Linked DNA regions of Capsicum annuum: region 2 is linked to region 1. Evidence: chromatin contacts called from public Hi-C data. All regions are on one chromosome and are shown on one strand. The core of a region is the stretch at or near the end of the contact, and the rest is flanking DNA. Distances in the headings are between cores, read along the strand shown. Region 1 has its middle 5.6 kb from the start of LOC124896303. Region 2 holds the start of LOC107860197 (BTB/POZ and TAZ domain-containing protein 4).

Region 1 (3,134 bases), core at 307-2,806:
TGTTCATATTGATTTTAAGCGAATTGAAGAATGGAGTATGATAAAAAAAAATTATGTAAACCTTCACTCCATTATCATTCCTTATGATAATTGGAGAAGAATTACCATCAGCGATGTATTTAATTTCAATTTTTTTCGAACATTTTCAACATTCAATTCCATTGCTATCGTCGCAATCAATTTCAGAAAGTTAATACTTTCAGAAACAATAATGACATCACTTTTGTATGATTTATAACTAATTTCCGACTCCCAGATACCAGAATAACGCAACGATATGGGGATGTTCATCTTTTTTTCTTTTTTTTCAGAAATCAAGAAAGAAGCCAACTTTTTTTTTCTCAAAAATGTGTTTCAACAGTGATGAGAGAAAGATGAAGCCAACTTTTTTTTTCCTCAAAAATGTATTCCAATAATGATGAATGTTAACAGTAATGTTTAGGAGTTATTTTTTAAATTTAAATTTCAGTTCCTATATTAACTCATACACTACTTAATTAGGTATTTAATGTCGTAATTTAAGGAATAGGAATATATTTTCTGATTTTTCTTTCCTTAATTGTAGGAAAAACAGTTTTATCATACATCAAACGATGTATAATAAAGCTACGAATGTATGATTATATGAGTATATGAGTATATTATGTAAATACTTTCATATTACATGGGATTTCTGTTGTTTACACTTGATTAAATCCATGCATGTTTGGACTTAAAAATTAATCCAATTATTTTAATCCCCAATATTTATTCAGGACTAATATATTTTGAATTTAATATTATTCAAATTTCGTACGAATTTTAATTTAATAAAATTTAACTGCTCACAGACACAATAGTATAATTATTAGGAGATTTTACACCTTGATCTTATTAGTTGTATAATTGCCAGTACTCTTTGTTGACACCTAATTTTTGCCCTCCACAACTACGTTTAATCTCGGGCTTCTTTAAATTTTCAAATAAAACCACAACAAATATTTTTTCTAAATAAACACATTTTAAAATATGCATTTGGTTTAAATTTATCATTTAAGTGATAATTATATATTTTCGTATTTGCATATACAGGATTGTATAAATGATGTCATTTAAATGAACATTTTTATCAAAATTGGACTTTAAATTAAGGATTATTTGGAAAATAAATTTAATAATTAAAGTCTTGATTCAAATATATTTAATCTCAAAAATAATTTATTTGGATAAATATGTGTTTGATTTTATTAAATCAAGAAGCTCGGGATTAAATCGGTAGTTAATCTATTCCGAGCTTTGATCCAATTTAGTAGATTTATTTAAAATGAGCATAATTAAAATCAAATTGACCACGATTGCAATGCAATTGACCAATTGATATTTAATTAGGTTAGCATTTGAATAAATTTACTAAAGTTTTAATCTAAATTAGTCATTCTTTAAATGGCCAATTTTCTATCCCTTCCATTTTTAAATTGGACCACAAAGAATTGGCCCAACACAACAATTTAACACCCTTCATCACCAAGCCATCACCGCCCCAGCCCACCTTCACAAAAAACTGACCCGGCCCGCTCCTTTTATCTTCAACAAAGAAGCAGTTATCAACATCAACAACACCCAATTCCAAATCGCGATAACCTTCTTCATCGACAACACGACAATAATTTTGACCCGAACAGGACTCGATCCCCGCCGACCCATTTCTTTCTAACCCATTTTCAACATGAACCAACTTCAGCGCGACCTAATATCCATGAAATGACCCGACCCAGCTGTACCCATGCATCTCACGCATTCGTAAGACGAGAAATAATTCAAAAATCTTCTAGAACAAGCCAGGTGTCACCCCCAACGTTCAAATCCTGCGAATCTCTGGATGACAGGTACGAATTCGTACGTTTTTGGCAATTTTTCATTGGTTGGAATGAATTTTCTTTTCTATTTGTTGGCTTATTTGGGATGGCGTGGAAAAATATCCAAATTAGCACTGGTTTGGAGGGAGAAACCGTAGGGGATGGAAATTTCGAATTTCAAAATCTCCTTTAAAAATTCCCGATTTACCCCCGATTTCGTCTTCTATATAAAGACCCTTAGGTCACTATTTTAGGGGGGCTTTTCTCTTCTTTTAGGAGATTTTTAGTTAGGAAATCCGGGGGTTCGAAAATAGGTTGGAAATTCTAGCGTTTGGGAAATTGTTTAAGAAACTAGGTTGAAAAATTTTCTTTTGGTTTTGAAAAGGGGGATTTTTCTCTTTTCTTCCCTCTTGGGGTTCGAAGGTTCCAGAAAAGAAAGATACAGTGTTCTTTTCGGTGACTTTTCTGTTTCTTCTTTGGGAATTTAGCTGGTAATTGGAGTTTTTTTTTGGAACAAAAGACGAAGAATTCAACATCGTTCGGGTGGTGGTTGATTCTAAAAGTTCGTCGTCCCTTTTGCTGCCCCAGAAGAGGTAAATGTACTCGTACTCCTTTAAATTCATCACTTTCTACCTCATCCCTCTCCTTTTCCGTAGAATTAGTTAATAATTTGTTTGGTAATTATGAATAAGGCTGGTTTTCGTCTTCTATAGATGGTCGTGATGGTCCTAGGGGTTGTCTTGTAATTATCGTTATGCAATTTTGCTAAAACAGTGCTCATGCTGATATTTTCAATGCGATTACGTCGAGTATGCTGCCTTTTAGCTGATGCTTGCTATTTGTCTAGGATTTTATAACCTAAATCGTATATATGCATCATCAAGATTTCATATTCTATTTCTAATTTCCCCTTTAGACCTAGTGTTTCTTGTTGTATTAGGATTACCATCATCGAAATCGTTGAATCTGTGAGTTAGCTTCGCTTTGCCCCTCTTCGCTTCATAATCCATTTGTTTGAACCTTGGCATCCTTATTTAATTAGTTACATAATGCCTTAATTTTTGTGTACTGCTTGTTGTGCAACAGCTGGATTTCGAATTAAAGCTTATAGCTTTGATCGTGTTTAGTTAGTTTTTAGCCATGTGTTATTCTATTTGCATTTGATATGTAAAGGTATTTCAACTGTCGTCCTTACGGGATAGTATCGTAGTTGTCGAGATGGATTGTTGCTAGAAAAGTTACCCCTCAAGAGTCTTTAGATTCTCATAAGCTGAAAGGACGATGAGTGAGGTCCAAAAT
Region 2 (3,134 bases), core at 469-2,968, 66 kb before region 1:
ATATTTTACAGTGTTTGATTACCCTTGATTCCTTGAATTTCAACCAAAAGGGAAAAAATGAATTGATGTTCTATAAATCTAACTTTTTACTGAATATCACTTGGTTTAACGAACAATTACACATTTTTTGGCTTTAATACTCGCAATTAAAAATGTCAATCTTTAATTCTCAAATGTATAACCAAAACACCATTGTTATACCATATATCTTCAACCTTAAGTTATTATCAATGTCGAGATAAAATGCTACTCAACAAAAATGTTTCTATTGTTAGACCATATATCTTCTACCTTAAGCGATCACCATATGTCCAGATAAAATACTATTTAACAAAAATGTTTCTATTGTTATACTATATCTTCCACCTTAAAACAATTACCACAGCTAAGATAAAATATTTTTAGTACAATTGGGTAAAGAACATACCAAAATACTAGCATGCACGTAGAGGATGCCACCACTATCTGTGTTAATTGAAACGTCGGCTCTATCACCTTCATCAAAGAGGCAATCCCACGTATTCTTTGTAGCTGTTGGCGCGCAGCAGTATTTTCTCACTGCTGATTTCCTTGCTACAAATGTGCTCTCCTGCCGGCTCCTTGTCAAAGCCACTGGCAATGGAGGCGGGTTTGGTACAGCTCTCACCCGCAGAGATTCCTCATCTTTCCTGTTCATTCGCTTTAACGATCCTCCTGCCAAATTGTAAACTTTGAACCACCATTAATATTCAACCTTTAATTTCTAGGAAAAAGATAAGATCGCACGCCCATTACAATTTTAGGTGGCATCAATTCAACGCGATTCCAGTTCGCCTAAACAACAAAGCCGATAATTTTCTTCTATTCCAGCACCTAAATAAAAGAGAAATCTAAATAGCCTCGGGTTTCTTTTAGTCTTTTATTCTGTTCAGATCACAATTATGACGCCTATCATAATTAATAAAGCTGAAATCAGATAATAAATATGACACCTAATCATAATATAGAAATCTGAATTCAGATAATAATTATGACACCTAGCATAATTTAGAAAGTTGAATATCACAAAATGTATTATTGTTCTTCTCATCGGCACTAGCCTCTGTGGACATAGTTATCCGATACCTATGCTAGTGGGAGGACTAACACCACAGTTATCAAAAAATCACAAAATGTATTGGAAATATTCATGAAGAATGTGAAAAATTGTTATAGTATATTCGAATTGATTAAGAAAGTTTGCGGATTAATAGAAAAACAATGAAATCATACTGAAAAAATCAATCATTTCTACATGAGCATTACCTTGTAATTCACAGACCAGGGAAACAGTATGAAGAAATTATGAATGAAAATCAGCTTCAATGTTCTAAACAAATCCCCTTTGATCTCTGTTCTTCCAAAAAGAAAATTTTCTCTATCAATCAATGGTGCCTCGATTCAAAACGCTAGGCGATTAAATCAAAATCTCTATTATCTAATTTAATCTAGAAATTCTTACTATGTACCAAAATTTTCACCAATAAAGCCAATCAATCAAAACCCAATTGTTACAGAAATAAAACGTCACGGCACAAAGCCCGAAAAAAATATATATTAACAAGTATCGCCGTTGAAAGTCACCGGCAAAAAATGCCAGCTGCTTGTAGCAACAATTGGGAGATTGGATCAAAAAGGAAATTGAGAGAAAAGGAGAGTTGTGATGAAGGTGAAGGGTGATTATTTAAAGGGGAAGAAGGAAATTGGGTTTAAATTAAGAATGGGTATGTATTAATTAATGAAAAGTAAAGATATGATGATGTGTATATGTGTCAGTTCCTATGCGACACCTAATGTTGACTAGTCATTCTTAGCCAATGGGATTAGCGAAAGACCGAGTGAATGTGCTTTTTGGAAAATCATTTTTAGTACTTGGCTGATTTGATTTTGTTCCCTCGTTTCGTTTTATAGCATGTTCAATAACTGTTTATTTTTAAACTTGTTAATCAAACACAAACAACTTCTCGTCGATAAAAATACTTTTTTTAAAAATATTTTAAAGAAAAACACTTCTTAAAATAAGGTGATTTTAGAATATTGATTAAAATAGGCTATTAGTCCGCTGAATTTTATTATATTTTTTAAATATTTTTTATTATTAAATGATTAAATAATATATTATATATATAAAAATATATTTAAATTTATATTTTTAAAATATAATTAATAAAATAATTTTTTAGTGAATACTTTTAAGAAAGTTGTCAAGTCAAAGATTATTAATTATTTTAAAAAGAGAAAGAGTATATTAAATCTCTACCAATTAAATTATTTTTTCTCCTCTCAAGTTTTCCTTTTGAATAGTCAGCCTCTCATAAAAAGTGATATTTTGAGAGAGAATTTTTTATCATTACGCAAACTGAGCTTTTGAATTTTGATAAGTTTTTATTTAATGTGGTACAAAATATTTTTATATAGTAGGTAAAATTTAATTATTTTAATGTAATACAAAATAACTGTTTGATTTTACTATTATAATGTGTAAAATTTAATAATTATACGTGAAACTAACTCTAATCATATGTAAAATTAACTTCATAATTTTGAGATCGTTATATGTATCCTCTTTGTTTCTTTTACTTGCACTTCTTATTAAACATAATTTTTTATTTAATTTAATAAATCAAAAAGAAATTTATTATTATATAATTAGTAAATAAATTAATAAAATAAATACCTATTAAAATATGTTCAGAGTATGAAATCAGGAAGCGATAACTATTTAATACCTAAACGATGCACACCTTCCACGAGTTTCAGGTCACTATATGTAATTATGGAAAGGAGTACAGCTAAAAGTTAATCCGTCCCTTCACTTCACGAGACGCTAACACCTTTATAGGGTAATTTCCACGTATAGTCAGTTATGTTTTGATAAGTGACTACAAATATTATTTTTATTTTTTTAGAACAAAAGTATCATTTAATTATCTCTATTTTCCTCAAAAAATACTTAACATTTTAAAAACCTCCTTCACTCCTAATTAACATACCAGGTTGTTAAAATATTATTTTCTTAATCATAAACATATTTAATTCTTCAAATTCATTTATTCAGATCTACTTCTTATAAACAACAAGAAAAATCTAAATTAAGTTAAAAAAAATTATTAAAA

Evidence for each region. Hi-C and Micro-C count contacts between places; a contact is called where the count stands out from the background.
Region 2: a Hi-C map of leaf shows a contact between it and region 1, with 4 times the contacts expected there. The contact joins the promoter of LOC107860197 here to the enhancer-like site in region 1. A contact is called at or near these places in 3 of 5 Hi-C or Micro-C datasets (leaf and placenta).

Annotation. Positions count from the first base shown.
Region 1 is chr2:144,348,778-144,351,911 of UCD10Xv1.1, reverse strand. No RefSeq gene overlaps it. Among protein-coding and RNA genes, the nearest start is that of LOC124896303, 5.6 kb to the right of the region's middle. Within about 2 kb of position 1,556, at least 5 of the 5 cell types and tissues checked have an H3K27ac peak or open chromatin away from gene starts, as enhancers often do. A contact at or near this core is called in leaf, where this site is marked.
Region 2 is chr2:144,414,576-144,417,709 of UCD10Xv1.1, reverse strand. It overlaps LOC107860197 (BTB/POZ and TAZ domain-containing protein 4), which reads right to left and starts at 1,718. Exons shown (of 7, transcript XM_047407339.1): 1 at 1,481-1,718; 2 at 1,285-1,370; 3 at 428-693. The coding sequence starts at 676.